Regions from separate parts of the Delphinus delphis genome. Here region 2 is linked to region 1. A link is a contact called in public Hi-C data. All regions are on one chromosome and are shown on one strand. Each heading gives the region's core, a stretch centred on a gene start, on an enhancer-like site or on the middle of the called end of the contact. The rest is flanking DNA. Distances are from core to core; before and after follow the strand shown.

What was found. A called contact is a pair of places that touch in the nucleus more often than the background predicts.
Region 2: a contact with region 1 is called in a Hi-C map of lung, with 4 times the contacts expected there. The contact joins the promoter of ZNF322 here to the promoter of LOC132432753 in region 1. A contact is called at or near these places in 2 of 3 Hi-C or Micro-C datasets (lung and muscle).

What each region holds. Positions count from the first base shown.
Region 1 is chr10:20,861,436-20,867,896 of mDelDel1.2, forward strand. LOC132432753 (histone H4) reads left to right here and starts at 4,819. Exons shown (of 1, transcript XM_060023504.1): 1 at 4,819-5,214. The coding sequence starts at 4,828. The coding sequence ends at 5,139.
Region 2 is chr10:21,168,872-21,175,136 of mDelDel1.2, forward strand. It overlaps ZNF322 (zinc finger protein 322), which reads right to left and starts at 3,335. Exons shown (of 2, transcript XM_060023438.1): 1 at 3,209-3,335.

The sequences.
Region 1 (6,461 bases), core at 3,569-6,068:
CTAGCCTTGTTCATCAATTCTTAAGGTCAACTACATTTGAAAAGTCAGCTTTAAAAATCTGTACATTTAAAAATCTGTATCTTATTTTGCCTCTGGCAAAACCACTTACAAGAAAAAAAAAAAAAAAGAAAAACCACTTACAAGGGTGGTAGTAAGGAGAAGCGCGCCATCTTGTGGCCAAAAATGTCACAGTGGTCTTTCGACTATGGGGTGGGGGGAGGGGGTTCCTCAGGGGAAAAGAGTAAACAAGGGGTGGGGCGCTGGGGATCACTTTCGGAGAAAAGCCCCTGAAAATTTGAGAGCAAAGCTGAAACTATTCACCAGCTATTTGAATCTCTGGAATCGCAGGGCGCTGTTGAGCTACCTGAACTGGGAACAGAACAGAAGGAAAACGAACAAACCTGCTGATCTTTGAGGCAACCTGCCAGCAGTTGGTTAAGGCTGCTGGGCGGTACAGGCAAAACTTCGGCTTCAGTTATAATAATATAGTCTTAGAGTACCGTGTACTTGATACATTCTTCAGGTACACACACACACTTAAAAACAAAAGACCTTCTCTAAAATGCTGCAAGTTTCTTATAAGTTACACACTCTAATAATAACTAGAATTTTAAAATGCATGACTTTAATCATGGAAGATTTTCATATGCGTGGAGTGATATTTTTAATTTTGATTTCTTTCTGTGGACTTTGGGTCATCATATTTTCTTCTCCCTTTTGGAATCAGTGATTAACATGAAGAATATTAATACAATATTAAATCATTTCATGTGACAATTTGATTAAAAAGCCTGGGTTGCCTTGACATCCTGCGTGCATTTGTTACTTGGCCTGGCATGCATGCTGGTATCTCACATATGCTGATTCTGAGTAATTCTCTAAGGTGTTTACTCATGTGTGAGAGATACATATGATGTGTTTTAAGCAGATGCTTCTGTAGCTTCTATTTCTTGGCTGAATGAATTTTCATTCTCAGAAAAGTCTTCTTAGGCTTAAATATTTTCTAAAACTAATTTTTTTTTCAGCTAATAATTATCAAGTACTTACTAGATGCCAGGCCCTGCTCTAAATATTAATTTAATTCTTCAGAAGAATCCTGTGAGGTAGAAACTCTTGTTATACTGCTACCCTTATTTTGCTGTATGGAAACCAAGGCACAGAGAGGTTGGTTAACTTGCTGAAGGTTACACAGCTGGAAAATGATTGTATTGATTTTTTTCCCAGCTAGCCTGGCTCATCTTCATAGCCACTACACAATCCCTCTCTCTGAATCAAGAAAACGTGTGGTTGGCATTGTTCCATCTTTTTAGGATGCTCCTTTGAGTATCCATTCTGCTGCCTAGTGGCAGCACCTCTGATTATTTCCTGAGTGAGGAGAGAACCTGTTTTAACGTTTCAGAATATACTCTATAATTATTTCATAAATATTTGAAACATTTGGGAATTCTTTTTTCTGTTCACACACAAAATTCTAACTATCAAATTCACATTTTTATTAATTCTATTTATCATTCAGGGAGGTATTATGGGATAGGTAGCATTGAAGCGCCTGTGAATCATTTTTCACCAGATTTGCATAGAAAGTATTGTAAATAAAGTAATTAAGTAAAAAAAAAAATTCTGGCTTTTGACCCAAAGATTCTAAAATAGAATTTTGGAGCCTTCAGTGCATTTGTGTGTGGAGGGGGAGGTGAGGATAATACCAATATTTGCATAAACTTCAGTGAAAGTCTTGTCAGTTAACGTTACCCTATGAGTTGATGAAATATCCTGGATCTTATTCTGTAAACAGAGTGACCACAATGGCATTTTCATAAGATAGTCAGCAAGCAACTTGGATACTGCCAAAGGAGCTTCACTATGTGTGCAAGAAAGCACCTGTTTTAAACATGGATGTAACAGTTAATGATCTTTGCTTTGCGTACTTTTGTGTTCAGTTTTCACCATTAAAACAAATGCAAAATCCTTTCTTTGGGCTTTGTGTGTGTGATTAAGGAAGTATTCAATGGAACTTTGAGAATCAAATTTAACTACAAACATGTTTATAAAAAATTTGAAGCAAATGTTTAAGAAAGGATACTGTTAGAAATTCTCTTTCCAAATAACATTTTCTTCAGTAGGTCAAAATGTATTACGAATATTTAAGGGAGAAAACCCACACAAGGACAGCAGGCCTAGAAAGTGCAAGTGCCAAAAACTTTTAGTAAAAGAGTTTGAACTAAAGAGAAAAAGCAGGGAGTTCCCTGGTGGCCTAGTGGTCAGGATTCAGCACTTTCACTGCTGTGGCCCGGGTTCAATCCCTGGATGGGGAACTGAGATCGCGCAAGCTGCATGGCACAGCCAAAATTAAAAAATAAAATAAAATAAGGAGAAAAAGCAGGAACGTTTTCCTAGAAGGATAAGGAGAGGAAATGAGAAAAATATGGAGAGACACAGTATATGTATGTTATGGAAGCAAAAACATGCCAGTGGGAATGACAGTTTAATTCAGGAAAAATGAATAAGAAAATAGATCATACCAAAGTAAAGATTAGGTGGCTGAAAAAGAGAAATGCATTTAAGACTTAGATGGGAAGGAGATAAATCAGCCAGGGGTCAGAAGAGCTGTCTGCCCCAGACCAGGATTGGTGTCCCCAAATGCCCAGAGTAACTACTGTCATGTTATAAATCCCTGTCAGGCTAAGTGGGGCGAGATTGTACTTATGTATTTCTGCAACTATAATATTGCTCAAAAGTATTTCTACCCTGGGATTTCTTTTTCCTAAAGTACAACTGTACCCTGAAAAGTGTTGGTATATTCTGGTAGTTTTCAACCCTGGCTAAGTATCGGAATTGTCTTTTGAATACATATATATTCCATGGGATGATATGTGTACATATATTCCATATATATATATATATTCCTCAACGGTGATATTCTGATTGAGTTAGTTTGTGGAGAGTGGTTCTGGGCATTTTATATTTTTAGAAGACTTTTGTTTAACATCACAGTTTTATTTGTGTGAATATTTCATGTGTCCATTTAGCCACAACTTGTTTGCAGGGTTTTTATTTGAAGAGCCTCACTCACATGAATGGGGCTCTGTGAAGCCAGGTTCACTCTGAGAATGAGAGTTCTAGGGTGACCCACCCTTTCCCAAGCTACAGGACCAAGGAAAACCTGAACTCTTCCTAGAGTGGAAGAATCCATTTTTAATATAAATCTATAATTGTATACCTCTTAAATATTCCTGTTTTGACATTCATGATTTTTGAGTCCATGTCATTGAGAAAAAATTAGAAAAGAAGAAATTAGGAGAAGGGAATAAGAAAAAAAGAACCATGTCATACACATTATTTTAAATTTATTTTCATGAATTAAAAAGCATGTTGAGATTTCATGTTTACCTGTGAACGCTGACCTTGCACTTTTCCTCTGTAATGAATGGCATTTCTTCCTAGCTAAGTCTCTGCTTATAAGGTGCATGTTTGTGGTGGGAAAGGGTAGTGAAAGTCAGGAGCCTAAAAACACTCACTTTGGGGCAGAAGAATATAACCATCTAATTATTTCAGAAGTGATACAAACCATATGTCATCCAGAGCTTTCCTGCCCTCTCCTGGGTCTTTTGTCTCCATCTTTGGGCCTCTTCTCCCTTTTTACCTAAGTCTGAGGTTATTATATGAGGTCTCTCTCAGACCATAATCTCATTCTAAATCTCTCCAACAGACATTTATTTATTAACCAGGATGGGGGGGAGGGGTGTCTTTTTTTTTTTTTCAATTTAACTAGAGTGACTCTTACTGTGGAAATTTTTTAAAGTTGTCAGGAAGCCAGAGAAACTTTTTGATTTGAGAAATCCTTCTCTTCAAACCATATTCAGATCCAGTTCTGTTCTATTCGGCTTTTTTTAAAAAAAGAATGAAAACAAAAATGGGATTAACCTGTTCAAAACACCCATAATCTCATCATAGGCCTCCCAGGGGAGGGCCCTGTAGGCTTTGTAATGACCTTAATCAAGTATTAGCCCTATCTTACTATTAATCCTGGACTCTACAAAACAAACGTATGTTCTTGTCTCTAAAACTAGAGAAGGTTGAGAAAGGATTAATGAAAGAAGGAAAGGAGCTTTTAGGAAATGCAGGCCAATCAGGCGCAGGCCAGGAAGAGGGTCCAGAGGTAACTGATTACCCAAGCCTAGTTTTAAATTCCTTCTCTCACGTGCGTTTGCAGAAAAAGGAGTCACCCAGTACGTGTTTGAATTGAGGAAGAGAAGAAAAGGAAGAAGTTTTAATTTGCAGTCGTTTGTCTACCTTTTTGTCTTTCCAAACACAGGTCTTTTAGGACGAGAGCCTCTTCATGGCCAGGCTTATATTTCGCCCCATCAAAATGCGTCCTTTAAAACTGAAACATTAAAAGGACTGAAAGGGAAAGTCCCTTGACCTATAACTCTATCTTCCTTTACACATTATTTTTACCTTCCCCAAGGAACCATTATCTAACATTAGTTACCAAGTTACCAAAAGGAAATGTGGAGTGAAGCTCTTTGCTCCGTGTCCTTGAGCTGAATATACTCAACTTGCAAACGCGCACGGAAGAAAAATAGTGCAGGGCAAAAGAGAAACTAAAGCTCTTCAGCTGATTGAAGGCCACCTCACATTACGGCCCGCCAGACGAAGAGCTAGGTATTCCGACCAATCAAAACATTGAAATGTTAATAAGCCCCTCCTTGCCCCACCCCTTGATGACCTAATGTGGAAAAGCCACCAGGGCTCTCGTTTTCAATCAGGTCCGCAAGAATGCTATTTAAAGAGCAGTGCTAAGTTCAAAAAGTTACTGTGACAGCAGCCATGTCTGGTCGCGGAAAGGGTGGTAAGGGCCTCGGCAAAGGCGGCGCTAAGCGTCACCGCAAGGTCTTACGGGACAACATCCAGGGCATCACCAAGCCAGCTATTCGTCGCCTGGCTCGCCGTGGTGGTGTCAAGCGCATTTCTGGGCTAATTTACGAGGAGACTCGCGGGGTGTTGAAAGTGTTTTTGGAGAACGTGATTCGGGACGCTGTTACCTACACCGAGCACGCCAAGCGGAAGACTGTCACCGCCATGGACGTGGTTTACGCACTCAAACGCCAGGGCCGCACCCTTTACGGCTTCGGTGGTTGATCACGGCATCGGCCGAGACAGACTTCGACATCTTCTAAAAAAACCAAAAAGGCCCTTTTCAGGGCCGCCCACAAACTCGCTGAAGGGCTGTTGGACGTTGCGGAGGTGTGTGAAAGCCAAATGTCAGAGCTAATTTAACATGCGAAGTATGGTCGGAAGCTGCATTAACACGGCAGCTATGTAACTAAATACTTAGGGCCTTGCGCTTCACTAAGGTGTTAAACTTGGGTCTTTATGAAGAAAGTAGGCTTTCACAAACGGTGAAACGCGAAGTGATGTATAAGGTTGGACCCATGAGAGAAATGTGCCTATTTTATGCATCTGGAAATATTAGAACTGTCCTTAAGTGGACGGCTGGAGGCATCCATGGCACAAAAGTTCACAGTATCACCCACACAACAGAGAGCTATGCAAATGAAGGCTCTTTGGGGACAAGCTTTCATTGGCTGGTTCTCAGTGTGGCGAAGAAACCACTGTTTAATTGCGGAGGGTGGTGTTACAAGGCTGTTTTCCTATTGGCCAAAACAAGGGGTTTCATACCGGTACCCGGAACTTAAGGGAAAACCTTCATTGGTTAACTTTTTAATCCGATGCAATCCAGGCGCTAATGGGCCCGAGGAACAAAGGCGCAGAGTGGCCGAGCCGCTTCTACACAGGTTGGAGTAGTGCCGGGAGGTCGGCTGGCTTCTGGGCGGGATGAAGCCAGTTGTTCCTCCTTTCTCTTTGCGGTGATAGTCTGGGGTCAGTCCACTGCTGGACACAGAGAAGTAGCTCACTGCCTTGTCCAGCAAGTGAAGAATTTTCCTGCACTATCCCAACTCCAGCCTCAGAGGGAAACAGTGGCCACCTTATCCAAGCAAAGCAGGGCTGTGGCTGATTCTGTACAAATTGAAACCATTGTATTTAGTCGTTTTCCATATAGGATACAATTAATTTTTTTTTTCTGTGGCCCGATTATACAAATGAATTCAGACAGGATATAGAACATGTTTGTATGTGTGACTGCATTAATTACGTAGTTTTGCAATGGGCTTTGTTCGAAGTCGCCCCCAATACCAAGGCCCAAAATAAGATTAACAGTATAAATTTATTTTATGAGGATCTTTAAGAACGCTAAATTACAAACTAAGTGAAAACAAACAACTGTTTAAAGCGGAAAAGATGCTTTAACTCCGACCCTAAGCGTTTCCTAATACAAGCAGGTTTGTGATTTAAAGGTCACACCCTAATATTTGAACCTCCAACATCTCCACACGTTTTAGAGTTAACGTTTTTCAGCCTGTGTAGCACAATCTGAACAAGCCTATCATTCTCTTCATAAA
Region 2 (6,265 bases), core at 2,085-4,584, 310 kb after region 1:
ATATTAAAAAAAAAAAGAACATGGGAGCTGAGAGTTAGTATATTGTGATAGTTAAAGCTGAATGTTCAAACTCTGGAATCAGATTTTGGCTCAAATTCCCACTGTGCTTTTTGTAGCTATGAGAACTTGGGTAAGTTACTTTCTTCAGCTTCAAACTTCAATTTCGATAAAATAAGTAAGATATCATTACATGTCTTAAAGAGTTGCCATGGGAACTGAGACACTGTCAATAAAGGACATGGCTCGATGCCTGGATCTCAACAGATGCTCAATAAATGGTAGGTTCTATTATTTTCTTAATTCCATCTTCACAGTCACAAAAACACTAACATTTCTTGAGCTCATCCTCTGTGCCTGTCTCTTATGCAAAGCCTTGTTCAAAACCATTTAAAATAGTTAACTAAATAATAAATAATAATCAGTTAATGATTAATACGAAGATTAAGCAAAAAACAGAAAAACATTTATGGAGAAATGCTAGGAGGAAAAGGAAAACTTTAGAATCACAACTAAGTAAAGATATGCATCCATACAGACAAATAGCTACTCTAAGATGGTGGCTGTATGGGAGTTTTGTCTTTTAAAATGCGTATTACTGTTAAGGTCAAAAGGAGAGAGAGTAGAGTGGAAATAAATGATTCTGAGCATGGTCATAGCCTGTTAAATGAATTAAAATATTCCCTAATTTTATCAGCCGAGGGTATCATATTTGCCCTAAATAGCCAATCAACTGTAGGGCACCAAGGAAAAAAATTAAAAATAAGGAAAAAATTAAAAATAAGGAAGACTTTTAGAGGTCAGCACCTAGAAAATAAAATACAGTCTGGCTGTCAAAATTTAAAGTAGTCCATGACACTTCCCCAGTTCAAAATACTATAACTGCTTCCTACCACTCTAAGAATAAAACCTAAAGTTTTCACTGCGCTACATAATGCGGTACCTCCCCCTACCTTCAGCCTCACACAATACATCAGAATCTTTACACTTGCTCCTTCTGCCTAGAATGCCCTTCCCCCAAGTAGCTTGCTCCTTTATTTGATCAAGTCTCTGACTGAAAATTATTTCCTTAAAAAGAGGCACACCCTGACTACTTCATCTAAAATAGCTATGTCCCCTTAGCCTGTTTTACAATATTTCTCTTCATAGCACTTATCATCATCCAACTTTGTGGTACATATCTTATATTTGTTAACTTGTTTCTCTCTCCTACTAGAATATAACTTCCATTAGGGTTAGGACTTAGTCTTTTGTTCACTGCAATATTCCTAGCGTCTAGAATACATTTGTTGAATGAATGAAAAATATGAATGAATATCAGAACCAAAAAAGAGCCATCATCCTCTAAGCCTCAGCATCAATATAACAGGCTAGGCTAGTAGCCCTGGCTGGTGCATCTGGCAAACCCAAATATATACTTCAAGTCTTAGCTTCAGGGTACCCTTCGCTAAGAGGTTTCTCTTACCTCTTCCTAGGAAAAGACTGGTTCTCTCTTCCATGGCTAGGGTCAGAGTGCACAGAATAGGCAGACAGGCTGAGTACAGAACTTCAAAGCTCAAGGCTACCCTTATAGTTAAAGTATGTACGTGACAGGCAGATAAAGTTGATAAGGTGTTATCTAAAAAACTAGATAATGCTTACTGTATCAGGTCCCAGGCTAGGGATTACCTCATTTATTTTTCATTAATTACATGGATTATCTCATTTAATCTTCCCAAGATTGTAAAATAGGTATGAATACCAATGTTTGTGCCTTACAGATAGAAAACCTCATGCTCAGGGCAGTTAACTAACTAAAGAGCTCACAGCTAGTAAGCAGCAGAGCCAGTATCTAAACCTCTATCTTCTGACTCCAGGGCCTGCTTAAGCATTGGGCATACTGCCTTTTGGGGGCTGCAAACCAATCACAAAGGAATTACTAAAAGCCTATTGTGAATAAGCCTGTTGAAAAGGAGTAGAAAATACACTTAAATTGGTAGGACAGCACTGGTTTTAGCACTCTGCTATCTCAGGAGCTAAGAAAGGGTCATGTATCTTCTTTCCATGTATCTTCTCCCATTGCTCCTCGTCTCCCCCAGTTTCCCTCTCCTCCGGCCTCAAAAATCCACTGTTTATATAGAAACATACAGCCTGGTATGTTACTTACCATAACAACAAAGACTCAAGACTATCTTCCTTTTGGCTCCAAAAGGTCTCTAGTCCATAACTATTCACAACACTCAATTCTTCCCTCTCCTAGAGGAAAAAAAATCAATAATGTAGAAATTTATAATTTTTGTGAAATTTATAACTTTTCTGAGGCTTGAACATCTAAAAATTGGTTCCATTTACTCCCCAGTCTGGTCAGTATCTTTCAACCGTAACTTACCTCTTCCCACCTTTCCTTACATTCTATTTTCTCCTGCAAGAAGCACCTGCCACTGGTAGCCATCAGTTCCTTCCCAAACAGCTCTAGACAAAACACCGAGAATCCTTCTGGGTAATGACTAACCTTAACTTCATAATAAAGCCCTGAGTCCTGTTCTACTTGTTTCAATTTTTACCTCAACTTCTGAGATCAATGACCCATTCTTCTACCACTATAAACCTCAAGATGCAGTTGATAAGTGCATATGATACAAAGCTATATATAATGCCGGTTTCCAAAAATGGTTATGGAATGATTAAATAAACCAGATTTTTCTGCATACAGATTCGATGCAACATGACCAATCTCTGCCTTAAAGATAGGGGTGGGCGGTGGGTGGAGAACATTCAACGTCCTTGTTTTTTTTTTTCCCCCCAAAGTGAAAGATACACTTAGATCACTTAGAAAAGTGCCTGGCAGTGTTTACTATTATCTCCAGGAACGATAGTACTAAGCTTCTCTTCCTTCAACTTTTCATTGACCTCCTTTCAGTCGCCGTCACGGGGGGGGGGGGGGGGTCCCAGACCCTGCTCTGTTGCGAGGACCAGAGGCTGCTCCTACCAGGCGGAGGCCGAGGGGTTCTCGGGTCCCGCAGAACCCCTCCCCCGATCCCTGGGCCCCGCAGGCCATGCCCCTCCCAGGCCCCGCGGGCCGCGCTTACCACGGCAGCAGCCGGCGCCGCCCCTCCGCCTGGGACGGCACTTCCGGTTACTCTCCGGACACTCGGGTTTGGGTTTCCCGGCGGCCGCAGGCTCCTGGCGGTAAACCTAAGGGCCCACCTTCGGGAAAAGAAGGAAAGCCAACCTGGGAGGCCGACGAGAACCAGAAGCAGACCCCTTTGCGTGGCTCGGCGAGGGCAGTTGAGGCCAGGCCATCCAGGGGGCTCTTTAAGGGCCGACAAGGCCGGCTACCCGAGCCCTTTCAGCCTGGCTGGGAAGCGGCCGGCGCAGCCCCGCCCCCGAGAATCACATGATCACCCCCTGTTCAGCCACTGGGGCAGTCCACCCCCGGCCTCTGGGCCAATAGGGGCCGAGCCTCTGGACCGGGGGCGGGGCTCTGGGGCGCCTGCGCTCCGGGGCCCTTGGTGTTTCGGGGCGGAGCGGTCGAGGACTTTATTTAGGGATCCTTTCCGATGCTACTGACGTCTGGGGGTGACGAGAGGACCCCACTACCACCTTGTCTAAGAAGAAGCAACCCTGTTTATCTTACCGTTTCCGACTTATGTTCTCTTTCCTGAAGGCTGTTAAAAGAGGACTCGAGGCAGGAGTAGCGTCAGAAGAGATGGATGCCACCGACCCTGTGGAAAACACCCCAAAGGAGCTGGAAGAAATGGTGGATACCAAAACACGGTGGAAGCGCTCCGCCACCCAAGATGTGGCCAGAGAGATGAATGAAATGCTTTAAAGGGGGGGTAGTGTTGGCTTTGTGTGGGTAGAGAAAACTGCAGAGGAGGATAGGACTGCTCTGATTGTAGGAGGTTTCCCAGGCCTTCCTGATTGTTTATGGGCTGGAATCAACTTAAGTAATCACCTATGTTTGGGTTGGAGCAGAAATGAGATTTCCTTCAGAGAGAAGTAAATATACCTATATCTACATCTCCCCTTGCTCAATTGTTCAGTGAAAAAAAAGTTTCCTAAAATCCCTCAGACATCAAAGGAGAAAGATTAGTACTAGGAATATAGAGGACAAAGGGCTGGGTAATGAGACTAAGAACTTGGATTGGGAGAAAAATACTGAGTTTAGAGAGTGGTGAGAGCATCATCAGGGTCATAACAGTCGTTTATTCAAGATTCACTAATCATGTTCCTAACTCTGGAATTCTTCCCCAGAGGAGTTGCAGCTTAGTTTCATGTTTGTTTTTAATGAAAACTTCCAAGTAAGGCCCAAATATTCTATCCAGAGCCTTCTTAATATTTGAAATAATTTTTAATAACTTTAGAGTATGTGATATGTTCCAGACATTGTTCTCATCATTTTACACATATTATCCCTTTAACTTGTAACAAAAATTCTATGAGTGATGAATTGGGTGATTGGGATTGACATATATGCACTAATATGTATAAAATGGATAACTCATAAGAACCTGATATATAAAAAAATAAAATTAAATTAAAAAAATTCTATGAGATATTTATTATTATTTTTATCTTAGGAGAAAACTGGTGCAGGAAGAGATTGAGTACCTTGCCCAAGATCACACATTTAGTAACTAGTGAAGCTGAAATATGAACATTCATACCAGAGCCTGTGGTTGCCATCATTGTACTTATAGGGCTGTATCAATAGTGGTGACTGTATAGTGGAAAAGTACTGAGTTCTGATTCCTACACTGTGTATAGGAAGGTCTCAATAATTGTTGAATTGAACTCTTCAGCTTTTTCTTTAAAGATACATTGACCCAAGCAAAGAGCTCATTTTATTCATTGTTTCATTCACTCAACACATGTTTATTGAGCACTTCCAGTTCACCTGACACGATACTGAGTATTAGGAATTTAAAGGCAGGAAAGACTCAGTCCCATTCCTCTAACGGTTCACAGCCTACTATGGAGAGAGCAAGTGGTGTGATGGAGGTAGAAGTTACATAAGGTAGTGTGGGAGCAGAGAGAAGGAGCACTTGTTTGAGAAAGGGTCAGAAATGACTGTAGAACGTGGGGCATGAGGTGAGGCTTGAAGGAATGGAAGCAAGGAGTTGAAGATGGGACTGGAATGGAAGATGGGAAATAGGTCAGAGATGTTTTAATGTGATTTCAGTTAATGGACTTTATCTTGTAAGAACTGGGAATCCATTCATGGGGTAGCTCAATTATCCCCAACCTTAAAATCTTTAGAAGGATGATTTTATTTTAGTTTTACATATAGAGAGAAGCAAAACAGGAAGCCTGGAGACAAGGATAAAGAATAAGGTAGAGTAGCCAGAAAATTAGGAAAATGAAAAAAATGGGTCATGGCAACCAAGGGAGGAGAGGTTCAATTAAAAGTTTATTGAGAGCAATGTCAAATAACGAGATCAGATGAGATAGCACCAAAGAACATCGGATAAAGTTTACATGAGAATTACTATGTTCTAAGTGCTGTTATAGGCACTTTATAGTATTAGCTCACTTAATCATCCAACAACACTGTGTGCTTTAATTCTCACAATAACCCCATATTATAGATGAGGAAGATGAGGTACAAGGAGGATAAGTAATTTGGGCAAAATCATGCAGCTGTTAAGAGGCAGAATGGGGATTTAAACACTGGGAGTCTGGCTTCTGAGTCTGTGCTTGTTACCACTACCCTATCCTGCCTCTCTAAAGAGGCTCTGCGGAGTTTAGGAAAAAAAGAGGTTTTTTTTCTTTAGTAAGGGCAGCTTCTGTGGACTGTGGTGGAAAGGGAAGTAGGGAATGCAGGTAGCATCTTTTCTTTCAGAAGCTTGGCTATGAAGAAGAACAAAGAAAGGCCATCTCTAGCATGGAACACAGGTCTTAAACAGTGAGCAGGGCCTAGGGCTTCAGGGTGGGGGAGATTTTAATATGTTGCTAAAGGAAACAAGTTCATAGAAAGGATGAGGATTCAGGAAAGGGGTATTTGGTGTAGAGAGGCCGCTTAGGAAACAGGAGAGGCTGAGGTCTGCAGTACGAAGAGGAACTAGCCTTGAATGGGAGAAGGAATCTCCCATTCCTTCAGAGATCAGAGCAGGAAAATATATCTGTGTTGCTTTGGTCTTGTTCAGAAACCCCTACTTTTAGAATTTGGAGGGAGGAACCTCAACTCAACATAGATACTCTATTCATCAGGCTCCCATCTATTCTATTAGTCATTCGCCAGAACCCTGATTCAGAGGAATTTTTCTCACAAGAAATAATCTTCTGT